2 separate regions of the Sus scrofa genome follow, and region 1 is linked to region 2. Evidence: chromatin contacts called from public HiChIP or PLAC-seq data. All regions are on one chromosome and are shown on one strand. The core of a region is the stretch at or near the end of the contact, and the rest is flanking DNA. Distances in the headings are between cores, read along the strand shown.

Region 1 (7,202 bases), core at 3,214-5,713, 130 kb after region 2:
GCTCAGGGGGGTCAACAGCCCTCAGGCCTGCGACCGGGCACTGAAAGTTACCAGCTCCATGTTTGGAGGTTTGTCTATTTCCAGTCAAGCCCTGGGTTTCTCTCACACGTAAAGGGGGAGCCATTCCACACAAGAGGGGATGCCTTTTAATTCCAACAGAGCATGTTTCTGCCCAACCCAAGGGCAGCCAGGACTGGGATGCCCCTGCATGTGGGCCCTGCCATTGTTGAAAGCCAGCGGTGAAGCCCTTATCATCGGCTATAGGCAGACTCACAGCATGTGTGCTCTGCGTCACCTCCCAGCACAGCTGGTGGCTGTGGGAAGCAGGCCTGGGCAGATGGAGACGGAGGCTCTTGGTGGAGAAGTGAGAGCCCCAGGCCAGAAAGTAAACTTGCACCTGCCCCATGACAGACTCTCAGACAGAGCTGCTCTCTTTAGTTACCCCCCCACACGCGGTCACTTCCAGGTGGTTCCCTGCCAGGCATAAAAGGGGGCAGCAGGAGAGAGAGGTCCCTGAGGGTGTTGTTTTGGTCCATGCTCTAATCCAAGATGGTGAATGGCCACTGAGAGGGACCCCAGCACGTAGGTTATGAGTGTTTATGGAACATACAGCATCTACGGGGAATACGCTGATGCCCCCCAGTCCTCCACGCAAGTCGAGAAGGAGCTGATCCAGGAGCCCAGATGGCAGGTAAGCCCGTCAGAGCTCTAGAACAGGTGTCCTGGTGAGTCCACCTTTGAGTTTCGAGTCAACCTCAAGCCCATTCTGTAAATAAACAGCTCAAACAAAACAAAACAAGAAAGGAGTTCCCGCCATGGCTCAGCAGTAACGAACCCGACTAGTATTCATGAGGATGTGTTTTTGATCCCTGGCCTCGCTCTGTGGGTTAAAGATCCGGTGTTGCCATGAGCTCAGGTGTACGTCGCAGATGCAGCTCAGGTCCTGCATTGCTGTGCCTGTGGCGCAGGCCAGCCACTAAAGCTCCGGTTCAACCCATAGCCTGGGAACCTCCATAGGCCACATGCGCCGCCCCAAAAAGCAGAAAAAAAAAAAAAAAAAGCTCAAACAGGAATCATAAATAAAAGGGAAAGAAACACTGCTGTTCTTTCCTATACTTTTAGATGTACGGGAAAGTTTATTTTAATTAATTGATGTTCACAAAGATTTTTTAAAAATTAGTGTTTATAGAAGTTCCCTGGTGACTCATCGGAGGAAGGATCCAGCCTTGTCCCTGCTGTGGCTCAGGTCGCTACTGTCGTGTGGGTTTGACCCCTGGCCCAGGAACTTCTGCATGCCATGGGCAAGGCCAAAAAAATTTTAGGTCAATAAATAAACAAAATTAATTAATGCCCACAAGTATATTTATCGTAAAGCCCAGCAATATCCGTGTTTAAGGAATCTGAGGTCACACACACTACGAGTAGAGTCCCAACCATGACAGAATTTCAGAGAGGGGTGGCTTTCTCACATTACAACCCAGCCCCACACGAATTCTGTTCAGCCCTCCCAAAGCACCGTATTATCCCGGAGGAGAATTATTGCAGGAATGAGAAGGGTTACTATGGTGATGGGGGGGGGCTGTGTCAATAAAACAAACCCAAGCCACCGATGTAGAGGAGGATGGCATTTGAAATGTCCTGATAACCATCTGCACGATGCCAGGTGACCAGCACAGGGAAGGGGCCCGTTTGCCAGCACAACCAGGAGCCAGCAGGTCATGTGTACTTTGGGATCCCAGGGGATCTGCAATTGCCACTCACTCAAAAACGCCCAGTACATATTTGCCGATGAGTCTGTGTGATAGATTTTTTCTTTTGACTCCAGGTGGGAAGAATGGCTGCATCCGTGCGGGACTCTCCTAATCACCGGTGTCATGAATACAGGACCCCTACTTTCGAAAGTATATGCTACATACCAGCTAAGAAGGTCCCAATTATTTGCCTTTGGGACTTGAATTTCAGAAATGATGATTTCTCCGTCTAGAAGAAGAACTCAAGTATTACACCTGTGACTACTGTATATTGGAAAGTCGCTTTGGGAGGGGGTCTTGGAAGTTCTCATCACACGAAAACAAAATCTGTCATGGTGGATGCTGACGGATGATAACCGGACTTAGTTGTGGCTCTCACGTTGCAGTATACACACGGATCAGCTCATTACACTGCACCTCTGAAGCCAGTACAGAGCGGAATGTTATAGGTCCATTGTATCTCAGTTTTTTTTTTAACTTTAAGAAAATAAATTGGGGGGAAACTCCAATTCTCAGGACATTTTTTTTCCACTTCTGCCTCTTTGTAGAATCGAAGAATACAAGGAAAATCTCTTTTTTTAAGCAGAGGTTTTTGTTCAGTAAGTTGTACATTTTACCAGGACAGATTCCACGAGCCACGGAGCACGCCCCCATCTGGCCTATTCCAAGCGGGAGACGCGGTTCAAGGAGAACCCGGGTGGGGGCCTGAGGAAGGTGCCTTGTCTTCAGCGGGGATGCCCTCCGGGCAGCCACTGTCCACACAGCTGGGAAAAGTGTCGGCAGAGAGGAGTTAAGGGAAGAACCCTCCGGGGAGACGCGTTTGGGTGGCAGAGAAGCTGCAGGCTGGATGGCCTAGGGCACCTCTCCCGACCCACCCACGGTGGAGGAGGAGGGCTGGACGCGGACACCGGTTGGAGGTTAAAGTCCTCAAAATATCTCGGAACCTCCTGAGGCTCTCAGCACTGCGGCCCCAGAGGCATCTCCAGGGGGGCAAGGGGCTGATCTTCAAAGGGAAAGGTTGCTGGGCTGAGTTAGGAGGACGCTCCTACCTAAACAAAGGTCCCCTCTCTCCTCCACACGGTGTCTCCAGATAGGTGATTTTTAACATTTTGACAAAACTGATGGCAAAGAGATAAGAGCAGGGTGCTGAAATCTGCTGCTAAAGTCCCATAACCGACCTCTGCCTGCAAGGAGCCCGCAGCACCTCCCCAGGACAACAGCCCAGCTCGCTGTGCCTCCCGCGGCCTTCCCACCGCAGCCCCACCCTGAGGTTGGCCGCCTGGAGGCTGAGCCTAAGCACAGGAGCCCTGCAGAGAGATGGGTTTTATGTCTTTAAAAGGTTAATAATAATAATAATAATAATAATAACTCTCACGCGTAGCCGTTCTTTAAGAGTTTACCCAGAGTGGAGTGTGCCTCTACGGCTCTGGACACCAGGAGTTTCTTACTAAGAGTTTCAGTGCCCAGTCAAGAGGGCACTTATCGAGCTTCTCCCCTGGGCTGCTGTTCCGCAGTGGCATGCTCTTTGGAAATCGATGCGTCCGTCCAGGTGATTATTAAATATGGGGGACCCCTGCAAGGTCCTTCCAAATACCAAGAGAGGAACCCCTTCTGGACTCTGACCTGATGCTGACCTGGCTGTCACGGGGATCAGCGGGCGAGAGTCTAGATGATGAAATCAACGGAGGGCCTGCCAGGAAGTGCCCTCTCTCAGAACTCCTTTGCCATGCCCACCCCGATGCCCAGGCAGGCAGCTTGAGGTCTGACAGAAACCGAAAGACACTTAGTAATAAGGACGGGCGAATCCATATCGAAACAAGCCATTTTCCTTACATTGCTTGACACATTTGTGTTTACACTGAAAAAGCAAAAACCCCGTTCCATTAGTGGGAATTTAATTTTACTCTTTGAGCAAGTAAGTTATGTAACTAGCTAAAAGGAATGCAAAAGCAATTTGCAAACATGAAATTGCTTTAAGGAGTAAATGTACGATGATGCTATTAAGATTATCATCAAAATTCAATTAAATGTTCACTAGTTTTTAGTTATGAGAAAGAGAACATACACAGAAGTGAAACGCTAGCCAACCATTTAATAATAATTAATGGAAGCAACGTTTCCTGATTCTGCCCTGAAAGTTAGTGAAGCATTTCAAATACATTTTATAAAAACAAATTTAAAAACTACCTGGAGTTTCACTCCGCACGCCTTGGGAATTTGAACACTTTCACAGATGAAAGTTTAAGAATTTTTCTGTTTTGTGCAAAAAGTTTTCCTTTTATTTTTTTTTTCTGCTTCCTGTTGAAATGGTTACTTTCACCCATATATGGCTCCAAAGCGCACAAGCCATTGCAGAGTGCCTGTTGAAATTACTCACTCTTGGCCTAGAGCTAATTTTGGATTTCATTCCTCACAACATCTTCCGGGAAAGCGGTGAGCGAAAATAGGGTCACAGCGCACACGTAACTGCCGGCGGCATTCTTGAACGGAACCGTGCATGTTTTTGTATTTTGTTTACTTGGCCTTCGGAACATCTGTTTATAAAAAGTTGCCCCTGACTACTGGGAAACACGCTTTTCAGCGTGTGTGTGTGTGTGTGTGTGTGTGTGTGTGTGTGTGTGTGTGCGCGCCCGTTGGAGGACTTTGAACGCACTTGCTGATTGCAAAGCAAGGCAATAGCTTTGTGGTGACATCAGCTTCCACTCCCTTGTACCGGGAACTCACTGTCCTCAGAACTGAAAGTCGGGAGTGGGTGCCGAAGGTTGTTCGCCTGTGAGTGTGTTTCCTGCCGGGCCGGCTGACCACGCCTGGGAAGCTCACAGCCTGCAGCGTGCAACAAAGCTGCTGGTTCTTACAGGCCCGGCGTGAAGACTAGTTCCTCGGGTATCCCCGGAGCACGGCCACGGCCACGTAGAATCACCCCGGCAGCCAGCCTGCCCCAGCCTCCCCGGCTGCCAGCTCGTCTGGCCCTCAGAACAAGCCCAAAGGAGCCCCTCAAAACGCTCTGCCCCTTGTGACACGAAGGGAAGTTTTACCATGTGCTGCCGAGTGTGTGTTCCACACCCGCAGCCAAAGCTCTCCCTGCCAGCCCCTCCACGACGGGACAGGCACATCTGCTAATGTGCTTAGGGACACACAGAGCCATGCACTTCCTTCAGTGCGTCTGGGAGGGGCTCTACCCGGGGTTCCAAGAACCATTTCATTCCGAGCATAGAGGAGTGGATGGGACACACACACACACACACTCACACGCGAATGTTCTTCCTGACCCCCGTCTTCCCCCAGTAATTCGTGTCACTACATGAATCTCATTTCCTCAATGTCACATAGAAAAACAAATTAAAATGTTGTAAGACGTCTCTTTTTGCCCAAAAAGATTGAAAATCAGTTCTGAAGGGGAAACCGTGTTTTTAAGCTCTAGTGTGTTTGTTCTGTTTTTTTCTTCTGAAGGTGACTGTCACTGGGTCAACTTGGACCCAGACCGTGGACAAGCCCCGGCCGTGACGGGGGCTGCCCTTTCGGAGCCAGGAAGCACCAAGTAGATGATGACGAGGAAGACCGGGCCCCCAAGTAGCATCAGTGTGGACAACCACCGCAACAGACACAGAGGCTCGTTGTTTGCCAAGATGCCCAGTTCTGGCTTGTCTGTCTGGCGGGGCCCGGGGGGGCTCAGGGTCCAGAGGCGAGCAACGTGACTGCATACCGTTCAGAACCCCAAATCTGAAACACTAGCAATAGCCCCTGGATGGGGCTACTCTTATTTCTTGTTTCCGCTGTTTGTTTTTCCTTTGGGGGTGATTTTTTTAGGGCTGCACCCTGGCATATGGACGTTCCAGGCTAGGGATCAAATCGGAGCTGAAGCTGCTGGCCTACGCCACAGCCATAGCAATAACCAGACCCTTAGCCCACTGAGCAAGGCCAGGGGTCGAACCCACATCCTCATGGACACTTGTTGTGTTCCTGACCTGCTGAGCCATGACGGGAACTCCTGGTGCTACTCTTAACAGATGGGCAGAACCACCCCTCTGAGGAGCTCTCCTGGGAGACAGAATGAGCCGTTTTCCCAGGGGTGTCAGGAGCTGGCGGGAGGCACCCTCGGTCTGCAGACCGGGAGAATCTATGAAATGAGTCTGAGCATCCCCAGGCCACAGATGAGGGAACCGAGACCACAGCAAGGCTGGCTCGTGGTCTCACATTGGGAAGCTCTTTTGACCAAACCATGGGTCCCCGGGTGCGCTGGGAGGGAGGGAAACCTCAGACACCCTTCACTGAAGACGGCCGTACAGGCGCCACAGCCACAGACGTGACAGTCATCAACCCGCAGCTCATGAGCCTCAGGGCGCTGCAGACACGCAGAGGAGAAGTGCTGTGGGACCAGGGATGGGGGGCACGAAGCCATCGGGGGAGGAAGGATGCTCCTGGGAAGGGAAGTCTGAGCAAAGCCAGGGTCATGGGAGATAAGACAGCAGAGAAGATGCGGATCCACCGCTCTTTACGGCTTTCTAGGCCTGGAAGTCGAGGGGTGAGCAGCAGCGCTAACCTAACCGCAGGGGCTGGGGCATTGGAAAGCTTGCAGCTTAGACTCCCAGCTAAGCGGTTCAGCCTGGAGGGATTTTGAGACTGTAGGATAGGAAATGAGAGTGCCATGTAGACCCCTGTCCCTCCACGGTCCCTTGACGCTGCCCAGAGGGAACAGGCCGGGAGAGGGCCTGGAGGCAGCAGGCACGGCCAGAAACCACTGGATGAGCTGACTGTTGCTTTAATTTGAGCCAAAGAAGGACACAACTGCCCCAGTTCTAGGCCAGCCCACAGCTCTCAGTGAGATTAGGCAATTCAGGTGTAGACTGGATTTCTTCGGTTCTGCATGGGAGCCAGAGATCCAAATTATTCCTAAAAGCAAGGATGGACCCATGGTTCCTAAACAGACGGAAACCTCAGATGAGCCCACTGCAGCCTCCCCAGACTGTGCCCGGTGCCAGAGCCATTCTCCAGTGTCCACACCCCCCACCAGGCTTCAGGAGCAACGAGGAGTCACACGTATTTTCCGCCGTCGTGAGGCAGCAGCATTTTAAACAGCGTTCACAAAGCACAGAAGGAGCCAGGAGTGTCGCACTATCAGCTCCATCAGCTGCCGGTCACCCCGAGTCTGACTCAGCTGTGCGCACCTCTCCCAGGAGGCCACCTTGGGCTCCGGGTGGCCGGACAGCGGGGTCTCGCCCAGTTACTCATTCTTTACAGCCCAGAGCAAACACTTCCTTAACGCGGACAGGCAGCAGGGTAGACGCGGGGCTAGAATTCTCCTGAATGCAAATAAGATGTGGATCATCACAACGTAAGGATGCTTTTGGAGGGAAGCCCGGGGTGGATTTTTAGCCTGCCCTTGCCAAGCCACGCGGCCAGAAGGGAGTTCTCAGGGGGATTCTGAAAGGGAAATGGGGAGCACCCAGGTGC
Region 2 (6,934 bases), core at 254-2,753:
CCTGAGTTGGGCAAGCAAGCGTTTTGAGTAATGTGCATTTGTTACCCTGTGTTCCAGATATGAGTTTATGTTCTAACATCTGTGTCTGTGTAAAGGCCCAGTTCATAGATAAACTGCAAAGCAAGGTCTACAGAACTGTTTCGTCTCTTGCATTCAAGGGCCCTTCCTAGTACCTCATTCACAAACATGGTCCCCAAACAGTGCCACGTGAAATAATTAGACAAGAGCAGTTTGGGTCTAGTTAAAACACATTCTGTAAAGGATTTTTGAAAAAATCTTTATCTGTGTCGCATTCCCTAAACTTGACGCATGCTTTATGCTGTGTATATTATTTAAGTAGGAAAACAAGAAGCAGAACGGAACTGCGTCCTCACATCAAGCTTCTGGTCTTTAATGAAAACAAACGAAAGACAAAGGAGGGAGCACACTGACCAGCCCCAAATAACTGCTGGCTGATATTTGGGGGATGCGCCTTCTCAGTCTTTCTAAACATGTTTGGTGTCATGACTACAATACCGCACTTCCCACGTCCTTACATTTTCGTGAAACGTTGCCATGTTGTTGTCGAGAGGAGTCACAGGGAATCATTCATTTTTAGAGTGTTGACAGCTGAGATCATTTCCTTTATTTATTTATTTTTGGCTGCACCTGTGGCGAGGGACCTTCCCTGGCCAGGGGTTGAATCCGAGGCCCAGCTGCAGCCTGCAGCACAGCTGTGGCAACGCCAGATCCTTAACCTGCTGTGCCACAGCAGGAACCCCCAGTTCCTTTATTTTTATTACTATGATAAATACAGCATGATAAAGATTTTGACATGCATCTATTTTTTCCACATGTGTTGAGATGACCATCTTAGAAAGACTCCCCAAAGTAAGAATACTGAACCAAAAGCCTTGGAGATTTAAGACTCTTGCCCACTTGCTTCCTGAAGTTAGCAAGGCTTGTATTTATTTATGCTCACGCAGGCAACGCTCTCTGAGTTCTCTTTTTCTTTCTTTCTTTTTTTTTTTTTTTTTTTTGTCTTTTTAGGGCTGTGCCGGCTGCATTTGGAAGTTCCCAGACCAGGGGTCGCATCCAAAGTGTAGACGCTGGCCTACACCACAGCCACAGCCATGCTGGATCCTTCACCCACGTGGCATTGTTTGGGGACCATGTTTGTGAATGAGGTACTGGGAAGGGCCCTTGAATGCAAGAGACGGAACAGTTCTGTAGACCTTGCTTTGCGAGGCCAGGGATCAAACCTTCCGTCTCATGGATGTTAGTCGGGTTCGTTATCACTGAGCCTCGGCGGGAACTCCCCGAGTCCTCATTTTCTAACTGTAAAGAGTAAAGGTTCAGAAAGAGAGATCATTACTTTTTAATGTGAGTCTTTAGAGCAACCATGATGGTTCATTTTATGTGCCAACTTGGCTGGGCCACAGGGTGCCCAGATTTGGTCAGATATGACTGCGGGGGTTTCCGTGAGGGTGTTTCCGGATGACTTTATGACGTAACCAGGGCACCAAGCCGAGCACTTTGCCCTGCATGGGTAGGGGGGCCTCCCCAGTCAGTCACAGGCCCACACAGAGCAAAAGGCTGAGCTTCTGCTGGGGGAGGGCATCCTTCTGCCTGACGGCCTCTGACTGGGGACGCTGGCTTTTTCCTGCCTTCGGACGTGACGTGCACGACAGCTCTTCTTGGGTCTGGAAACTGACAGCTTTGGACAAGGACCCCATCAGCTGTCCTGGTCCCCAGCTTGAGGACACAGCATGCAGACCGTGGGACTTGCCAGCCTCCATAATCACAGGAGCTGATTCCTTATAATCAATCTGTCCAGCTACCTACCTACCAACTATACACGTGTTTATCTACCACCTCTCTATCTCCCTGCTTACACACACACACACACACACACACACACACACACCCATCTTTCAGTTCTGTTTCTCGGGAGAACCCTGACCAAGACAACCATTCTGAAAAATTTCTGCCTGTTTCCTGATTAGTTGTATTTCCTTACATGTGAATGAACTGGTTACATTCTGCGGCTATGTTTGTATTAGGGCCTTCTTATCAATGGCTATGAACTAAATTCTACACATTTTTATAAATTTGTAAATAACCTTTTAATTGTCCTCAACAACCTACCTCCCTAAAATCCCAAGAAATGCTATCGAAAATACTAAATTTTAGGAAAACAAAGAAATTCGGATTCGGGGGGGAAAAAAAAGAATGAATACCTGGAGTATATACAACATGATTCCCCTTCCTCTGGGTCAAAAAGGAAACTTTGCAAAGGGAAAGAAAGAGGAAAGGCGGGCTTGTGGTTAGTCCACTGTGAATTAGAGACTTTCCGTCTCCATTCACGGCCAGATCCCAGCGACAGGATGCAATCCATTAGACTTCCACCATCCCAGAGCAATTGGGTAGATATTTCGTTGGGGTTTGTTTGTATTAGAGAGGCTTTAACCATAAAAATCCTACCTCTGAAGGCCATTGTCAAGAGGAGCAGATGTATGAATACCGGAGTCCCAGACAGCTAGAAGTGATCGTTAACTAAGGTAAATGGATGAAAAAGAACAGCTATTTCCTTTTTGAAATCGTGTGAAGAGGCTCAGCTGGCAGCCTTGGCGGAGAGGCTGGCTCCCAGGAGGGTGGCCTGCCCGAGCTCCTGTCCAGGCAGATCCCCCGCCCACCGAGCGGCCACCTCTTCCTCCCAAGGCCAAGGTCTGAGAGATGAGACGGTATCGTGCCGCAATCGTTTTTCTTCGGTCCCCACTGCTCCCTGCCTGGCACCTGGCTGTCCATCACTGGCCCGTCCATGGACCAGCGGGCAGGCAGCTTCAGCCAGCTGTGGGTCTTTTCTAAACCTTGGGGCTGAGGGAGAAAAACAACCACCAGTCCAGCAAGAACAGTTTCTAACCTCTGCTGTGGTTCTTGGGGATTGAGTTCACTGCTTCAGGTTTTCCAGGCCGAATTTCCTTGAAACACTAAACAGACCTCTGCTTCCATGGACCTCAGCTCCAGGCTCCCGGCTACTGCTGCCCGCTGGCTGCCCCCAGGGTCTCTCGCTGGCCTTTAACTAGATTAGGAAAGGCCATCTCCCAACTCCTTGTCCACGACATAAACAGCCCGGATCCATCCATAACCACCATCCAAACTAAACACCTCGGAGTTCCCATGGTGGCTCAGCAGTAATGAACCTGACTTGTAACTATGAGGATGCAGGTTTGATCCCTGGCCTTGCTCAGTGGGTTAAGGATCCGACGCTGCCATGAGCTGTGGTGTAGGTCACAGAGGTGACTCAGATCTGGTGTTGCTGTGGCTGTGGTGTAGGCCAGCAGCTGCAGCTCCCATTTGATTCCTAGCCTGGGGACTTCCGTACACTGTAGGTGCGGCCCTAAAAAGACATAAACAAAAGAAATAAACAAAAAAAACTAAACTAAACATCTCCACATGCAAATCTGCCTGATGTTCACTTAAACGAAAATAAAGACTGGAATGAGGAAAAAGCCAAAAGTAAATAGAATTCTAGCTGTAACACCCCCCTGGCCAGTTGTGGTGTCACCTGGCCCATGACGAGCCACAGTCAGTGTCTCTTTCATTGTTTTCCCTTGAGACTAGAATTCAAACTATTATTATTTCTGCTCACTTAATGGTTTAAGTTTAATCAATTGTTGTAAATATTTTAGCAGATGAAAAAGAGGGGTTTTTTTCCTTAATAGGAGTTCTTTCAAAATATAGGATGGTAATTAAAGAAATCCACTGGTGTTTAGAGTCTTATAATCCCCCTATTAAAATGAGCTAGTGTGGACAAAAAATGTGCATCATAAATGGTGATTATGGTCAGGGGAGAAGATTATCTATTTTAAGATAAATATAAATAATTCATATGCTTCCCATAATAGCATATGCTATTTTGGATGTTGGCTATAAATTCATAAAACAAAGATACTGCTAATATACCCAAAGACAATCATTAAAATACTTCTCATTTCCATTTTCCACCACAAAAAAAAAAAAAAAAAAACCTGCTGGTAATTATTTAGAGCAAGGGCTTTTTCTTTTTTTTTTTTCTGAAATTACTCTACCAAAACCACTTCCTTTAAAGATGCATGGTGAAGGGCAGGCTACTGCTCATTGCAAAACACATCTGTGCAAAATTGCTAAAGAATCTGTCCTAACGTTTCAGCGCTTTTGAAAAGCGCGTATCTTGTACTGAGACGGTCGCTGGAAAATGCTTCCAAATTTGCAGCAGAAAACTTTGTACAAAGATTACGTTAAGTAGAACGTTGGTTTAGGTAGAAACAATGACAATTAAACCCTGATAGAAAGCGTTTACAGGGATGCAATTTTACTTATATGGCCTCGAATAGCTTCTTATTACTTATCTGCACAACGTCTCCTTCCAGAAAAAACGATTTGGAGTTGGCTTAACAAACACACAGATAAAACAGAAGCCAAGACCATTGACAGGAGACTGAAAACTTTGGGCCAAGAAGCTGATTTACAGAACCTAGACCCTCCAGGAGTCATTCTGAAGCATAGACCCTCTCTGGGCCACTCCTGCCTGAGGACCTCAGGTTAGATAGTAGAAGCAGCCGGGGCCGTGACCACAGCCTCAGGAACTCCAGACATTTCCCACGGAGTTTAAACATCCATCAGCAGGAGCCTAAGAACAACGGAAAGACCAAAGGAGAAGAAAATGCCCAGACAAAAAGTTGGCAAAACCAAGACATTGACGGTCAGGTGCCGCCTGCGGTCCTGGGACCAGTTCGCGATTTGTCTCAGGAAGCTCACAGTTGGTCGAAGGAGAGAAGGTGTCACGTCGTGGCAAGAAGGGCCTCGGGGGGACAGAGGTCCCTCCACTGGAACGTCGTCATGGCCAAGGAGGGCTGCTTGACCTGTTCGTAGAGAATGAGGAGCTTCTTTATCCACCAGCCAACCAGTCCTTCTGGGCAACGCAGCTCTTCTGCTCAAAATATCCCGTCCCATCCATTTGGAATAAAACCCAAAGTCTGCACAGTGACTCAGGAACATGCTCCGCCCTCTGCTCGTAGCTGTCTTCCTCTGGACAGCCACGTGCCTCCCCCTCCGTTTCCTCAGCAAAAACCTCCCTGGACACCGTCCTGGACACCCATCCTCCATCACCGCCTGCCATCCTTTCCAGGATTTGTTGTTGTTGTTGTTGCTGCCCCCAAGACATGCGGACGTACCGGGGCCGAGGTCACACCCGCACCACAGCTGCAGCTCCAGCCACAGCAGTGACAACGCCAGGCCCTTAACCTCCTGTGCCACCAGGGAACTCCCCTTTCTAGTCTTTCTTTTCCTTCGAAGCCCTCATCAATGCCTTGGTGTTGATTCATTGGGTATTTGCTCGCTTGTTCTGCGATTTCCTTGCACTAGAATACAATCAACTGAAGAGCCGGACGTGTCTCCTACATGGTTCTACACCTTCCACCCAGAATAATGTCAGAACCATGATCAGCGCTGCATAAATATGGGTTAATTAATTGAATGAGTGAAATGCAGCTGCAGGAATGAATGAATGAGCTAAGGCAACTAGAACCAGTTAGGAATTTAGAGAGTCAGAAGGTCAGCTCCTGTGAAAAGGAAGGGTCTCTCATACTGGGGAGCTAGAAGGAGAGACGAAGAAGGGTGGAATATTTGGTAGCATCCCCAGAAATGGTACTCAACTAGGTATGGAAAATAAATGGAAGTAAGGCATTAAGGCTAGCTTGCAAGTTTGGAGATTGAAGAACCAGAGCAGGGTGGGTCTGATGACCGGGGAAGAGAGGACGGAGAAGCTCCTATTCTGTTCATGTATTTGCTCATGTCTTTGCTTGAGAGTGTCTCCAAACTACACCGTGCACTGTTAGCCCAGCAGAGATTTCAAGTACGCAGGGGGTTCATGAGTCCGGAGCTCATAAGACAGGTCTTAACTAGAAAGGCAAACAACAATTCATTTGCATAATGATGTTTTTCAGAGCCATAGATTTCAATGAGGATACCTGGGAGGAAAAAACTCTTAGAAAAGAAAAGGGACCAAGAATCTATTTCCTGGAGTTCCCGTCATTGCTCAGCGGAAACCAATCTGACTAGTATCCAGGAGAGAAGTTCGATCCCTGGCCTCACTCGGTGGGTTTAAGGATAGGGCGTTACTGTGAGCCATGGTATAGGTTGCAGACACGGCTTGCATCCTGCATTTCTGTGGCTGTGGGGCTGTGGTGTAGGCTGGCGGCTACAGCTCCAATTCGACCCCCTAGCCTGGGAACCTCCATATGCTGTGGGTGTGGTCCTAAAAAAAGACAGAAAAAAAATCTATTTCCTGATATTCAGCATTTGGTAAGATGAGCGAGAGCCAGCAAAATAGATTTAGAAGACACAGTCAATAAAGTAGAAAAAACAACTAGGAAAGATTAACAGAAATATATGGCCTACTGGGACAAATGCTCCTAAAAATTCAAATAAAATAATTCCATAGAAGTGAATATCTATCCATCCATCTATCTACCTATCTATCCATCCGTCATCCATCCCCACCCATCCATCCACCCATGCGTCCATCATACATCATCCATCTATGCATTCGTCCGTCCATCTATCCATCCAGGTCTCAGGAGAAAGGACGGGCTTAGCTAGGCAATGACGTCTAGTCACCTGTTAGGCAAGGGTTGTTTGAAGTAATGATTATATGCCCAAGTGGATAAGTCTGATAAGGATTAAAAACTCAAGAAAGAGGTTAGACTTGATGCAACAATAGAGGAGACCGCCAAGTCCACGCGAGTGCGTGGATCCCTGAGGGAAAGACTTGCTGGAAAGAGAAGACAGGTTTGTGATGGGAAGTGAGCGGTCAGACACGGATACAAAGTGAAGAACGAAGCCAGGGGTAAAGATAAGGCTTCCTCAGGGACCTAATTCAGGGCCCAGGCTGAGAGACGGCAAGAGTCCATTT

Evidence for each region. HiChIP or PLAC-seq counts read pairs in DNA pulled down with a chosen protein or histone mark.
Region 1: an H3K27ac HiChIP or PLAC-seq map of alveolar macrophages shows a contact between it and region 2. The contact joins two enhancer-like sites. A contact is called at or near these places in 1 of 47 Hi-C or Micro-C datasets (blood) and 1 of 2 datasets of contacts at active chromatin or transcription factors (alveolar macrophages).

Annotation. Positions count from the first base shown.
Region 1 is chr10:66,467,783-66,474,984 of Sscrofa11.1, forward strand. No RefSeq gene overlaps it. Among named protein-coding and RNA genes, the nearest start is that of KLF6, 17 kb to the right of the region's middle. Within about 2 kb of position 4,464, at least 53 of the 83 cell types and tissues checked have an H3K27ac peak or open chromatin away from gene starts, as enhancers often do. A contact at or near this core is called in alveolar macrophages, where this site is marked.
Region 2 is chr10:66,340,523-66,347,456 of Sscrofa11.1, forward strand. It overlaps LOC106507922 (a long non-coding RNA gene), which reads right to left and starts at 5,035. Exons shown (of 3, transcript XR_002336441.1): 1 at 4,780-5,035. Within about 2 kb of position 1,504, at least 2 of the 83 cell types and tissues checked have an H3K27ac peak or open chromatin away from gene starts, as enhancers often do. A contact at or near this core is called in alveolar macrophages, where this site is marked.